Linked DNA regions of Mus musculus: region 2 is linked to region 1. Evidence: chromatin contacts called from public Hi-C data. All regions are on one chromosome and are shown on one strand. The core of a region is the stretch at or near the end of the contact, and the rest is flanking DNA. Distances in the headings are between cores, read along the strand shown. Region 1 overlaps Thrb (thyroid hormone receptor beta). Region 2 overlaps Thrb (thyroid hormone receptor beta).

Region 1 (7,705 bases), core at 3,865-6,364:
ATCTTTCCACACATCCAGCCCTACAGGGGATTAATATATGGAAAACTCCAACAGAAGGAGGGAAACTACACCCTAGAAAAAGCAATAAATTAATGTTCTTTCAACAAACCCAAAAGAAGATAGCCACACAAACATAATCCCAACTCTAACAACCAAAATAACAGGAAGCAACACTAACTTTTCCTTAATATCTCTTACTATCAATGGACTCAATTCCCCAATAAAAAGACAGAGAATAACATTGACTATGTAAACAGTTCCCTGCATTTTGCTGCATATAAGAAATGCACCTCAGTAACAAAGACAGACACTCCCTCAGAGTAAAATGCTGGAAAAAAATTTCCAAGCAAATGGTCCCAAGAATCAAGCTGGAGTAGCCATTCTAATATTGAATAAAATCAACTTTCAACCCAAATTTATCAGAAAGGATAAGGAAGGACACTTTATACTTATCAAAAGAAAAATCTACCAAGACAAACTCTCAATTCTGAAGATCTATGATCCAAATGTGAGGCATCCACATTGATAAAAGAAACTTTACTAAAGCTTATAACATACATTGCACCCTCCACAATAACAGTGAGAAAGTTCAACACCCTACTCTCATCAATGGACAGATTATGGAAACAGAAACTAAACAGAGACACAGTGAAACTAATAGAATTTATGGACCAAATGGATTTAACAGGTATCTATAGAGCATTTCATCCTAAAATAATTACACATATGGTATGTATTCACTGATAAGTCACTATTAGGCCAAGAGTGTGGAATACCCATGATACAACTCATTGACCACATGAAGCTCAAGAGGAAAGAAGCTCAAGGGGGAAGTAGAGGGTGGGAGGGACTTGGGAGAAAGAGAAGGGGGGAGGAAGAGGGGAAATATTAGGTATGCAGTTACATCTACAGGGAGCAGCAGAAATGCAGAGGCCCTTTGTACATGCTTCAGGAACTTCAAGAGAAGCATTACCAATGTGAGAAGATCTGGGCTACCAGGCTGTTCAAGGCTGCATCACTCTGTAAGAAAACACATTCAGCTAGCAGCTTCTGTCCCCATATACAATCGTATATTAGGTTACTAAGTAAGTATATTTTGATGACTATTTAGTGCATTGAGAAACACTCTCAATGGATTCAGCATACATAAGGAACAAGGCTTAACTAGAGCAGAGTAGTGAGGCTGTGATGTGACGATACGTATACAGAAGGACCAAGGTGTTACAAGAGCTTTCTCTGAATACCAGACGAAGTAATTCTAGTGCTTAATGGTAAACTCAGGAACGAAGGTTCCTAAAGAATGAAAAAAACGATTATTGTCAAAGACTGTTTATGCCTTTTAGGGTAGAAGGACACCTTTGCCTAAATGATATCCTCTGCACAAGCTCAGAGAAACACACGGGGTCTGGGGACACTAGCCACCCTGCTCTCTAAATGGAGTCTCTCAGAAGCCCATTTTTCTGGGTGTGGCTGCTTTCTTATCATCCCTCACCTTTTCATAACTTCCTGCTCAACTCTGCCCATATCTATCTTTCTACCATTAAAAATCTGGGTGTACCAAAGCAATTGCAGCTCAGGGCTAGAAGGACCTCTGGCCACAGGGAGTCATGGCAGGCATTGTGCTTCTGCCCAGATGCTGATGTAGCAGAAACTCACAGCTGCTCCCATTAGAACAAAGAAGCACCTGTCTACCAAGTCCATATTCCTGTCCTTATTTGTTTACTTCCTTGTTTTCAGCCCTTGGTAGACACCAGGCAAGTGCGTTATCATTGAACTATATCCCTAGCCCTAACTGCATTTTTCAAGTTATTTTTACTTTAGTGGTTTGTCTTCATTTTTGGCATTATCATTACCTTCTCAACTTTATTACATTTATTCATCTGTTCTGTATGTGTGTGAGCATGTACATGTTTAATGGTATGAGTGTGGCAGCCAAGAGACTTGTCCTCTCCCTCCACCATGCAGGTCCTGGGGATCAAATTCAGGTTGTTGGACTTGATGACATGTACTTTTACCTGCTCAGTCATGTTGACAACCCCATTTTTTATATTATTTTGAGAAAGGGTTTCACTAAAGTGTCTAGGTTGGCCTGATCTCCATCTGTAGTCTACTGTGAGTTTGGACTACCAATCTTTCTACCTTACTCTTCTAAATAGTTGTGATTATAAGTGCAGGCCAGTACACCTGGTTTAAAAATCTAAACCTTTGAATTCTTGCATGTGTGTGGGTGTATGAAAATGATTTTTTAGATATAGTCATATTCCTTATCCTTAATTTATAAGTGGTCCATAACAAAGGACCATAGATACGAATCAGGCAAGATGTCCAGGTGAAGAGTCATCTTGAGTTACTTAGGTCAACTGAGGTCATCCCAGGGATTTATAAATGAAAAAGAAAGGAGAGACTCCTCAGAGCCAAGCCAATGACCACAGGCTGCAAGGAAAGAAAGCATTTTCCACCATCATCCAGAAGGGGCTTTACAGAGCTTGTCATCTGAGCATTTTGAGAGCTCTGAGTCTTCCCTGAAAGCCGTCATCAGCTTGTTTAAACACAGGAGTACCAAGAGTCTCTTAACGTCTCTCAGTTTTCACTTGTGATTTACCACTAAAGGGAAGAATATAACCTGATATGTGCAAACATCTGGATAATGAGCATAAAGATCAAGCCCTCAATGTGTGGTGGTGCTCACACATCATCTTAGCATTCCAGGGACCAGGCAGAAGAATAGGCAGTTTAAAGCCAATCTGGGTGGTACAGCAAGTTTAAGACTAACTTAAGTAACTTAGGAGCTCTTACTACAAATAAGGAAATTCAAAAGACCTGGGGACAGAGCTCGGTGATAAAGTGCTGACATGGTGTACTTGCAGCTCCAGGTTCAGTCCCCAGGCCTGAAGAAAAATCTTGGAAAAACCCTTTTCTTTGAAAAAATGGAGTCTGCTTAACTGAGAAAGACAATAATGGCACCCAATATAATAATAGTAATAACATCAATGGTGTCCACCGCCAGTGGGAATGAATGCAATGTACAACAGATGTAACGGAATGCTCTCCTTGGGCAATGATAAGGGCGTTTTTACAGCTTGTTGCTAATAGTGAGCAAAGGTGAAGTACAAAGATAACAGGCAGTGCTCTCTACAGAGGGCAATCTCAATGTTCAGCTCTTCATTAAGATGGCTGGTCTGTCTCTCACCTGACAGGACTAGGTCCAAGACAACATTTCCAAAACTGAGGCACAACCCCCAAGAATTTGCCAGGAATTTACAAAGTACACAGGAAAATAAACACTTTGGTCTTTAAAGGTTTGCAGGAAGCACAGACTGAATGGCAAAAATGCACATTAAAATGGTCAAGAGACAGAAAGTTTTGGAATCCAGAAAATTTGTTTCTGAGAAGAAAGGACAACTGCTTGCTGGCTTTGGAGAGAGAGGAGAAGGCAGACCAGCAGATGACAACAAAGGACAGTGTGTACCAGGTGAAATGGGTGACAGGAGGGACCACACAGGTGTGGAGGGAGGTGTGAGCTCAGATTCCAGAGAATAAGCATTGAGGATAACCCCAAAGACAGCCGTAAAAGAGATGGAGGAAGGCAGAGAGTAGGTGGTCAGAACAGAGGCAGGGGCAGAGTTAGTTCTTGATTTGAGTGCTAGGAAGTAAAAGAAGGTCACAGAAGTACAAGAAGGTGGCTATATAATTGGTCCCCAAAGCAAAGAAAGAAGAAAATGGAGCTGGAAATCATGTAGATGTCACCATGACTGCTAAGCAAGCTGTTTGAGCTGGCACAGAACAAAGCATGCAATGAGTCTTCATTCATTAAATCTGCTCTCAGCCACTTTTGTGGCTTCCCATATGCAGGGCCCATTTCTGAAACCAGGGCAGTGGGCTTAGAAATGCAGTATACCACGCAAAAAATTCCCAGCAAGATCTACCTGACATTTGTCAGAAATTGGCATTTTGACAACAAAGCTCTAGGACCATGCAAGTGTCCCAAGCTGGAGACCACCCCAAGGACAGATTGCAGGGCCAAACTTAAACTCATTGAGAAAGAACCTAACTTACTTTTCCTGCTTGGTAATAGACCATTGTTTAGTCCCACAACCCCAACTTGCAGTGGGATATTTAACTTTCTCAAAAACCGAGTCAGTATCAGTTTTTTATGCAGATATTTGTCTACAGACATCATATCTGGGCAAAAGGTTTTTGGAAGACGTGCAAAGGCATTTCAAATTAATGGACTCAATCTAAAGAATATTGATTTTATCTTTTAGCTAAACACTTGGCCTGTAGGGAAAGCTTAACTCAAACAAAACAATACACTGGCAAGATTTTTCTGCACAAATATTAATCTTAGTAATGAATTATAATGATGAGGGAAAGGGAATTAGATCCCTTCAAGTAGAATGACATAATTTGATTTCAATATTTTTCCGTTTAAAAATTTACCTTAATTCTTTAAACAACACACACACACACACACACACACACACACACACACACACACTCCCTTCCACAACAGGAAAACTGGGAAAGCACAGACTAGGGGATCCGTAAGGCTTTCTAGATAGTTAGCCTAGCCACATTGCTGAGTTTCAGTTTCAGTGAGAACCCTCATCTCAAAAACTAAGATGAGGAGTGATTGAGGAAGACCCCTGATATCTGCTTCTGTGGTCCACATACACATACGTGTACACACACCCACACATGTCCAGACTCAGAGGTCCACTACATAAGCACAGCTCTGATACTAGATACATATTCATAAGCTGGAAATTATTAGTATTAATTCAAGGGAAGTAAGGATAAAGTACTGAGTTCCTGTAGAAGGCCGGGTAATAGGCCTGCTGGATTACAACAGAACTTGTATTTACACCAGCAAACCTCCTTAAAGCTTATTTGTCCTGATGTGGTCCTGCATTCAGATATGAGTGGCAAAGTCTGGGAGATAATTCTGGTGAACAATGATGCCCTCGCCCCTCTGTACCTTTAGGTACACGTTCTAGGTTATGTGTAAAATGCCCTACTTTCCTCTTTAAAATGACCCAACCTATGTATTGACAAGGGCTTGCACCACGTACACTGTATGACACTTCTGTTCATTTTCTCTAAAAACTCGAAAGTAAGTTTCTGAGTTGTGCAATAGTGAACTTTATCCTCCTGGACAAATTAAACCAGGTGTTCTGAAGTGCAGGTAAATGGAAAACCGTTTTGTTTTGTTTTTTTTTTTAATTTGTTTGCTTTTTGTTTTTTAAAAAACAAAACAAAAAACAAAAAACAAAAAACAAAAACCCAAACAAACAACAGGACAATCTTTGTCAGGCATACTTCCCCCCCCGCCCTCCCCTCGAAGAGAGATTAAGGTTTCTACAGTGGACTGGTATGAAGGTCACCAAACCAATGTTGCAATCTTAAAGTGACAATAACAGCAGTCATGCCTGGTGGCGGCAGCTTAGGACCAAACTAGGTTACTCCGTTCCCAGAGGCCAGTTATCCAGGAGTGCAAATGAACATGTCAAAATACTCTTAAGATTAGGACAATTTTCTTCTTTAATTAAAACATATCCAAATAGCATAATTAAAAATTATGTGGTATTCCATGACCCTAAGGAATATCTTCAAGACAAATCTGACCGATGGAGAGACAGCTGCCACTTGAGTGTTCAGTATCCACCTGCTCACAATGTTTAAACTTCCCTGTAGTTTCTACTGGAAAAAAATTTACTTTGGGGTGAAGGAGCCAAAGCCAGGAGCCACCTGACCTACCTTTAGCTTTCTAAGTGAAAACCTTAAGGCAGCTCTGGGGATACGGAGACCTCTGCTCGTCTTCTCTCTCGTGACCAGAGAGTCTCATTGGCAGCTTACAGGCTCATGCAGAGCAATCAGCTCTCACTCAGAATGGCTGTGCTGGGCTCTCTGTCCCTGCTGCATATGAAACTCTCTGCGAGTTGGTAAGGGGTGTCAGACTCCAGCACCTGAATCTGAAACAGACTTTTAAATACCAGCTTCATTTGGTACTTGTACAACAGTTCCAGGTTTATGAAGGTGGGGAAAGCTGGGAACTTTGTTTTAAGTGGGTTGACCAAACCCTCAAGCCCCAAGCTCAGTGTACCCAGAACCCTGGGATTAGGTCACATTCTGGAGTACTTAACATCTAGAAATGCCTGAATTATGTAGGGCTGATGACAAGTATTGACTCTGAGAAAAATGAGGTAACTTGGGGGCCAGATCTCAGTGTTCCACTAAGTAACTGAGCTTGAGGTCAGGGTAGATTGGCAAAGACCAATTCTGACTTCATTAAAAATAAGTATTCCATTGTCATGGATCTCTTGTACTTTGGTTTCAGTTTTTAAAAGAATGCATTGAAATATTTGTCTTAATTACTTACTCACTTGGGACTCCCTCAGAGTTTGTATCCAGTATGTTCTCACTACCCTCAACCTGGTCCTTAAGTCTCTTACTGCCTTTCTTATCTTCCCATTGTCCTCTCCCAGTGGAGGTAGGCAGGGTGCTGGGAGGGTGCTGGAGATGTGTGCAGCTGAGATAGGAATGGCAGGGGGAGTCTTGCTGCGGAAAAGGTCTCAGCATGAGCTTCCAGGCAGTGGCCTACGCAGCTTACAGGTATCATTTCTGCTCTTTACCTATAAGAAATGTCTACTTGTGATGGTTAGTTGTCAATGTAAACTTGTTGAAATCTAGAATCAACTAGGAATAAAGTCTCAGTTTAGAAATCAGGTTTGTCTGTGGCCATTTCTGTGGGGATTGTCTTGATTGGTAATTGACCTGGAAATAAAGACCCAGCCCATTGTGCACAGGCACTAGGCAGGGACTCTGGACTCTGGAAGAGTATGGGCAGTAAGCAGGGATACATTTATTTTTCCATTTGCTTTTGAGTGTGGATGTGATCTGACTAGCGTCTTGAGTTCCTGCCTTATTTTCTCCAAAATAATGAACTGTGACCTAGAATTGTAAGTCAAATACCCCCCCCCCCCTTTATGTCTCTTTCTGTCAGGGTGTTTTTATCATGACAACAGAAGAGAAACACTACAGAGGCAGCAGACATTTGAAAGAGAGGTGTTCCCACTCCCCTCTGCCTAGGAACCAGCACAGCACTGCAGCCAGCCTTCAAGCACCAACAGAGGATTGGCCCTTGCTTCTTCCTCTCGGGTCTCAGCCTCCGACATCCACATGTAGACTAGTTGTAGCCGTTCAAGTAGTAAACAGAGAATGGTTCAAAGGTCTGTGTGGTAACAATATATAACTGCATCTACCTCCCCTCTGACAAAGGTAGGCTCTTACATTGTTTCACCACCTGGGGTGAGGGGGATTCTAAATACTGACTCTTTTATTGCAAATGGATCCACTGTGCTTTGGTTTGTTCTGTCTCTGGTCTGGGATATGACTCAGACCTTCAGATCCCAGCTACCTGACATATCCACTTGGAGAGCTTATACTAATTGAATCTCTTCCTCCAACTCTTCTCTCCACATTTCTCTACCATTGGAACTGGAACCACCAAATACCTAGTCCTGGAATCTTAATCACTGTGTCCTTCCTCTTCCCCAAGCAGAGGATCCCCAGTACCTGTCCACATAAGAGGTGAAAATAGCAAATAAGCAGCTCTACTTAATGAGGGCATTTGGGGTGTGTCAGGGACCCGAGAACACTTGCATAACACTAACTCCCATTTCCATATTAATTCCACAAGAGGATC
Region 2 (7,569 bases), core at 4,655-7,154, 200 kb before region 1:
ACCATTAAAACAGCATCTATTGCTGCTGTGAGAAGGTAGCAGATTGATGGACCATTATAGATGTTCAGACACTGGTGCCAATGTACAAAATGGGCAGCCTACCTGAGAATTTAATATGTAGAGATTCGCAGTGTGCTAAGACCTGGGTTCTATCAATTCATGGAGATGAGATAAAGAGTAAACCATCTAGGGGAAAATACCCTATAGTTGGATCCACAGCTCGTATTCTACCTCTGGCTAAATGTCAAGTTGAGGAAAATTGAAGCACATCAATAGAAGCTATAAGGGAAAGCCAAGGGGTCCCTCTCCTTGCCTGAAAGTAGTGAAGAACTTTTACTATGTCATACAACACAGAAGCCCACCTGCAATCTCAATTCTTGTGAACTTCCACATCACTGAGGATCCCAGTACAAGTCAATTTGTAAAATTTAAACATCTGCCATCAGTCACTATGTAAATAACCCACAGAACACTCATCCAATGGGACACTTTGAATATTAAAAACAAGGAAACACTTTGAGACATGGAATAACTACTAGGAAACCTTGTCAATTAAGCACACAGCAGTGTACAGGGTATGTGACACCCAGGCACACAGAGACTGAAGGACACAGACATTTATGCAAGGAGTATTTTGGTATAGACAGGCCAGAGACCATGTTTGCTATCAGGGAAGGGGACCTAGGTGGCTAAATGACTGGTGGCGATGTTTTTTACTCCAAAACTTTAATCTATTTTAGTAAGATGAGAAGAATAAATGAATAAAGTGCAAAGAAGTACATACAAAGGTGGGAAGCTTGAGGAAGAATGGATGCTTTCCCAGACTGCTGTGAAAACAATGCAACAGCATGGCAGTGGTACAAGGTAATGTGGGGGAGGGGAGAAACACACACTGCATTAGTTGTATGGAAACAGGAATACATAGATATCTTTCCTGCTCAGTGTGACTCAAGAGGCCATGCATGCCTGTGGGAGCCAGAGGCTAGACATTCACCCATCAAACAGGCACCCATGCTAGATCACATCCATCCATTCAGTAGACACCTGCAGTGCTGCATTCTGATGCAGATGTCAAAGAGAGCCAGCAAGCTGTGAGGGAGTGAGTAGAACCTGGAAGGCCACTTTAGAGCTGACAGTAGTAAACAGTAAAAAGGACTTGAGCTGGTCTCAATGTCTCCTCCATGGAGGAGCAGAAACAGTTCCAGGAACTGGACAGGCCTGGGAAGCAGTTTTACTGGGGCTTCAGATTTTCCAGAGGAGACCAGAAATACAAATTTGTACTTGGAATCTCCTGGTTTTAAAATTCTAATTCAGTTTTAAAATAAAACCACTACATTGGCCAAATCAAACACACCCTGCCAGCCTAAGCTGGTTTAGTGGATGGCCAGCTCAAATCTCTAAAGAAAAGAGACTGGGTTTTTAAACAAACACAGCAGAATGTGCAAGCCCTGCCATCCTAGGAAGCTGGGGATATTTTCCATTTCTTCACACGTTCCTGGAACTCTTCTTGAAGAACCAGATGGTCTGCTCTCAAAGTCGCTTCTTTTTCTCACCACGTCAGAGAGTGGGTCATCTTGATTTAAACTTTGTTTGAATCCTGAGTGCATTTACTAGATTTGGTTCTTCACGGCATTTGGATTCTTGCTAAAAATCAAATGTACCTTCACAAGGATGAAGATGTGCTTGATAATATACTGCTATCCCTGAAGACTCTCCCAGAAGAGGACCTGTCCATGTTTAGAATCAGGGAAGTAACAACGAGTCCTTCCAGGGACTGTTGAGCATCAGCGCCTGAGAGGCAACATGTGTGTCCCAGCATGCTAGAATGTAGGGGAGGCTTGTAGCACTACAGGTCTGCTTATCAAGGTTACGCCTGTCTGTCTGTCTATCTGACTGACTTCCTTCTACCCTCTCCTTTCTTTCCCTCCTTTTCTTTCTACTCTTTTCTCCTTGGAAAGGGCTCAGTTCTTTGGAGCTGACTGAATGCACTAAGACATTTCTTTCTAGGGAGAGTTGGCATGCCTGTGTGTCCAAACAAAGACTTTGTTCCAAACACAACTGGCACATGCATTACCTTGATTCTCCTTTGATCAATAGCTGAGTTCCTGGGGATGGGAGGGGATGCTAATGACAGTAGTCATGTGGAAGAGGAAGGCTGAGTCCTCCATAAGCAGGTGTCCCCTTGGGTTTCCTCCCTAACCACAGAACGAAGCACAAGCCACCAGTCTGGATTTCAGAAGCACTTGTGCTCTCAGGAAACACACATCACACTTGGTTTTATCATCATTATAATATTCCTATAGAAATAGAGTCCAGGGATATGGTATAAAGTAAACACATCTTTATTATTTTTTGTTTTGTTTTGTTTTCTGAGGATAAAATACTTTAACTGATTCATGTGATTAAATCCTTAAATCTCTCTCGTTCTTTTTTAATGGGAAAATGTGCATTATGTTCATTCAATCAGTAAATCTTGTACTTGAGCTGAAGTACATTATCTTAGATCAAGTGCGCCATAACCACATCCTTCCATTACGCCCTTCTCTCTCTCTTTATGCCTGTTTTGTATAGTCGTTTCCCCTGGATTGAAGCACTCCTTCTTGCGGGAGAAGGGTGGGCTCATGAGACTTACAAAATAGACCCAGATGCCCTTCCTTGAGGTGACACCACAGGTGCTAGGGAAGAGGAAGCTGTCTGGTGGAAGAGTCACAATGATAAAGCTTTTGTGAGCTGTCACTCATGTGGGCCTTTCTGTGATGCAGGCACTAAAACATCCTCCCCCACACTGATAACTCTCCCTATTCTGGAGGTGACTCTTATTCCTGCTCTACCCCCACGGGTAACTTCCCTCTTATCACTCATGTTCTAACTGAGTAGATAGATAACTAACTCCTCCCACTCTCCTGGAGTAACCCTCATTACTGTAGGATTCTTCTCATGCATGCTCATGGAGGTAACCCTTATCCATGGTTCTGTAAGTGACTCCAGTAAAATCACTGGCTCACCACGCTGGAGTTGGATGCAATAATTACTTTAGTCTTCTGCTATTTGCCGCATGGCCTGTGTATAATAGACTCCCCAAGAAAGGTAACACAGCAGTGAACTCTTTTTGTAGGGCTACTGATCAATTATTGTGTGCTAGGAACTAGATGTGTAGGGTAAAAGAAAAGTAATACATTATCTATACTTACAGAAAAGACCAGACACCAATCAAACTAATTTGCTTGTCAATGTAGAATTACAGTTATGTTAAGTGCTGTAGAGCAAATACCAAGATGTGGGATTTGACGAGAAGTGGTGAGTGGGGTGTGAGTCCCCAAGGGCCAAGATCAGGATGAGATTGAAGGGCAGGTATGAGCAGCCTGGGCAGAAAGTCTAAGAAGGTAAGTCCCAAGCCTAGACTCTATGACACAGGGAGCCTGGACCACAAAGTGCTGGTCTGATAATCAGAGGCTGTGGCCTCCGAGGAGCTGGGCTGCTGCAGCACATCAGAGCAAGGCCAGGTAGGGACTCTCAGACACAGGCTGTGAGTACCTGGCTACCTGGCTGCCTGGCTGCCTGACTGCCTTGCAGCTGGGGGTATTAAGGCCTCTCAGGGGAGGCAGAAAGCATTCCATGATAGGTGTGAGTCTCCATGGAACAATAACAGCATGATCCACTTGCTGCACAAGGCAGGATTTTATATTTATGGGTAAGTTGAAGGTATGTGCAAAAGAAGTAAGAATGATTACATCTAACCTTCAGAAGTCACTCTGGAGGCTGGCTCAGTGGTTGAGCGTGCATTCTGATCTTGCAGAGGACTGAAGTTGGTTCCCAGTGCCACCAGGTGGCTCCCAACTGCCTCCAGGACCAGCTCCAGGGTATCTGATACCACTTTCTAACCTCCAAGGACATCTAAATTGAATGTGGACATCCAATCTCTCTTCCCAGAGCTCAGGGAGTACACCTAGATGGAAGGGAAGGTGGGGAGGACCTGGAAGGAGCAGAGGAAAGGGAAACTGTAATCAGAGTATACTGTATGAGAAAACCTATGCTTAGTAAAAGGGAAGAAAAGAAAAAGTGAGCTGCTAAGGAAGGACATATGTGCATGGACGTGTCTAGGGGAACAGAGTACTGGGGCCTAAGGATTTAAAGCACAGACGCTAGGGGAGGTGCTTGTGACAGGAAGGAGTGACTTGGGTATTGACTCTGGTAAGAAGTCAGAAGATGGTCACAGGGCCTCCATGACTTTAACAAGTGTTACTTGGTTGTTGGATGGATCATGTCAGAGTCAGTGGGGGATGAGGAGACAGACATGTTGGGGTGGGGTGGGGAGTGGAAGCTGGGGGTCTGATGCAGGAGATGTGTTTTGAAATTTACAGTGGACTTCTACTCTGCTATGAAGAATAAAATCATGTTGTTTGCAGGATAGCAGGAACAAGAGACCATCATGTTGTAGGAACATACCAACCACACAAAGACAAGTGTTTTCCTTCAGATATGGAAGAAAAATGAGTAAGAGTACCAGCATTGTGGAAGGGTCACAGAGAAAACAGGAGAAGGGAAGGCACAGAATAGGGCACGAGGGAGGGTAAACCCTGTCAAAGCACAGCACATGCATGTGTGCAAATGTCATCGTGAAGCAAATGAAAGTTCAGTAAGAGATGAACTTTAAAAGCATCCAAACAAAGTAAACCCTAATGGAAGACTCACTTGGAGGGTTTTAAGAGACAGTGAAAAGGATGATATGTATACATGCGTGTCTATTCACACATACATACTTTTAAAGAGAAAATTATATGTTTATAATATATATTCATCATTCATATACTCACACATATTCTTTCATTATATATATATAATTTTCCTTTAAAGAGGAGGGAGGAAGAGATCCTGGGAAGAGGTCCTTGGAAGAGACCCCATATGGAGGAGACGGTTTGGAGTATAGGAAAAGGGCTGACTCTCCCACTGCAGATGAAGGAGAGGGTTCAGTCATGAGTAGGTTCTGTGAGGTATTTGAGTTTTAAAGGGGTATATGAGGCTATTTGGTAGCCGTAGGGAGGACTGTCAGGTGTACAGAGGACCCTGGTATCTGTAGCTGCATTACAGAAACCAGAAGAATGCATTTAACAGAGACACCTAGTAATCCTGTAGGTCAAGGCTGATGATCCATTAAGCATATTAACTTGGGTCTAGCAACATTCCCCCATGCCAGCAGATCTGTCCAAAGCCTTGGGCAGTGAGTCAGAATCTTACATTGGTTCCATGAATCAGAATGCTTTCTTTGTGCTCATTGGATCACACTGGGCTGGAGATTGGTACCTCTGAGCAGAGCAGAGGGAGAGGAAGAGCTGGGGCCAAGGCTGGACCCTGTAAACCTTGGGGCACAAGGGAAAATTCTAAAAGGGAAGCTAGCCACGCTAGTGACGCCTGAGAGCTGGGGTAGGTGGGCCAAGCCAAGCTGAGGCACAGACACAGGAAAAGGAAGAAAGGTCTGCATTCCCCTGGGTAAGCTGGACTTCCAAACCAAAATAAACTTAGGGGAATGAGAAGGGAGGAAGGGAAGGAACAAACAAGAAAGCTGATTTCCAGCCCGGGTTCTCTGGCAGCTAACAGTTCAACTAGACAAGCTACCCTAAGTGCACCTTGGCTATAATGGAGACCCTCACTGGAAGGTCAGAGCAGCTTTGAGCTCTGAATCACACAGATAATTGTACCTGTCCTATGCAGGGCCACCAGGCTCCTGCATATCTTGAGTGGGGGTTGGTCCAACCACAGAGAGCCCATGGTGGTTCTGAGTGCAGCACTCTAGAGGTTGGACCTAGGCTGGCAGTAAGCCCATTGTTTTATTGAACAGGAGGCAACTCAGGCCTTTGGAGGCCAAAGAAGTAGATGGAGATGACTCTAGCAAACCTAGGTCACTCTGGGGTGATAGCCTTTCACTTCTCCCAAGCTCAAAGCCTTCTTTGCAGTTCAGAGTTGGAAGGAACCCCAGAGATTGCTTGATTCAGCTTATTTTTAGACAGGGAAATGGAAAACGAAATGGCTTGCCCAAGGTCACAGAGCCATTAGTGGAGAAGCTTACACAGCTTCTGGATGCCTTCTTTATATTGCCCAACGAGTGTGAGTAACTGTCCCAGGAGCTTAAAATGTAACTGTCAGGGTAGCTGGTCTTGACAGCGTACCCTCCTGTTGCTACAAGGTGTGACACCATGCCTTAGAACTCTTCCGGTAACAAGACAAGCTGGATTAGATGCTTGATCTCCCAGGCACTTGAGTCACCAGGAACATGACTAGGGAGCACCAGTACTCATCCCAGACAAGCTGCATCTCAGCTGCGGCATCTGAGAGCATGCTTCCCTAAACTGGGTCCAGAAACTAGAAGGAAAAACAACACATAGCAAACAGGGCTGCCAAGAGAGGAGATGGAAGCAGACGGGTGTTTCTCTCAGCATAGGCCTCCCTTAGGAAAGAGGAAGACCTTGCTGTGCTTCCAGGACATTAGCTTTGGAGGACCAGAAAGAACCAGCTTTAAGGAACAGAGTTAGATTTGGAATTCAACCTGAAGTTTTCCAAAAGGGCTGTGCAGAGTGGGCAGTGGCTTCTTCCCTTCCTCTCTCTGTGTCTCTTTCCCTCTTCCTTCCTTTCGTTCTTGGAAAACAAAAAGTTGTTTTTTTGTTTTTTGTTTTTTGTTTTTTGTTTTTTTTAATTTTTAAGTGTCAGAATCTAGAACTTTCTTTGTTTGGATTTTTTTTTTTTTTTTTGAAATCTCATAGCATTTAAAGAGAGCTGTTTTAGCCTGGTATGGTGTTGAATACCTTTACTCCTTTAGTTTGGGAGTCAGAGGCTTGGTGTACGGCATGAGTTCCAGGACAGCCAGGGCTATGCAGAGAGACCCGGTCTTGAAAAAAAAAAAAGAAAGAAAGAAAAACAGAAAGGAATGAAGGAAGAGAGGGTGAGTTCTGTTTACTTGATAGGTGTAGGAAATCCAGTTATAGGCTTGAACAATTTATTCATTGGATTTTTGGGTGATTAAGTTTTAAAAACTTAGCTTTACTGAGATAGAATTCTACTACCTCCCCATCTAGAATCAACAATTCAAAGGAGCTTGGTACACAGGCTTATATGATCAGGACAGTGGTCAAGTTTGGAATGTATTACCTCAGAAAGCAACTGCATCACCCAGCTATTCTCACCCTGGTTCTCAGTTCCAAGCAACTAAAACATGCTGGTCATTTCATATAAATGGGATAGATTATGGTCCCTTTTTTCCAGAAAGTTTGCCCAAATAAGAAAACTTGGTCACTAGGAGAAGAGAAAAAAGATTTGTTTTGATTTGTCTTTGGTTTAGTTTTTGAAACCCTGTGTGAGTACAGACTCTGACTCCTGCTAACTCGGTTACCATCCAACTAGCTTGGCAGTTCTTGCTATGTGTTGCATCTGGGACACGTGAATTGTGCTGTGTCAATGGCAAGACTGTGACCAAGGACCAGGGGACTTGGAGCATCAATGATAGATAGATGAGCTTGCTTTGAGAAAGAGGACAAGGCATTTTGGAGAAAGGCATGTTTCTTCATAAAGCTTACATTT

Evidence for each region. Hi-C and Micro-C count contacts between places; a contact is called where the count stands out from the background.
Region 2: a contact with region 1 is called in a Hi-C map of liver, with 2.0 times the contacts expected there. The contact joins two enhancer-like sites. A contact is called at or near these places in 3 of 484 Hi-C or Micro-C datasets (liver and nephron progenitors), 3 of 115 datasets of contacts at active chromatin or transcription factors (embryonic stem cells, hepatocytes and kidney) and 1 of 9 other capture datasets (embryonic stem cells).

The regions. Positions count from the first base shown.
Region 1 is chr14:17,695,825-17,703,529 of GRCm38.p6, reverse strand. All of the region lies in intron 1 of Thrb (thyroid hormone receptor beta), which reads right to left. Among named protein-coding and RNA genes, the nearest start is that of Thrb, 39 kb to the right of the region's middle. Within about 2 kb of position 5,114, at least 14 of the 459 cell types and tissues checked have an H3K27ac peak or open chromatin away from gene starts, as enhancers often do. A contact at or near this core is called in hepatocytes and liver, where this site is marked.
Region 2 is chr14:17,901,011-17,908,579 of GRCm38.p6, reverse strand. The region is part of intron 2 of Thrb (thyroid hormone receptor beta); the gene reads right to left. Among named protein-coding and RNA genes, the nearest start is that of Thrb, 240 kb to the right of the region's middle. Within about 2 kb of position 5,904, at least 20 of the 459 cell types and tissues checked have an H3K27ac peak or open chromatin away from gene starts, as enhancers often do. A contact at or near this core is called in hepatocytes and liver, where this site is marked.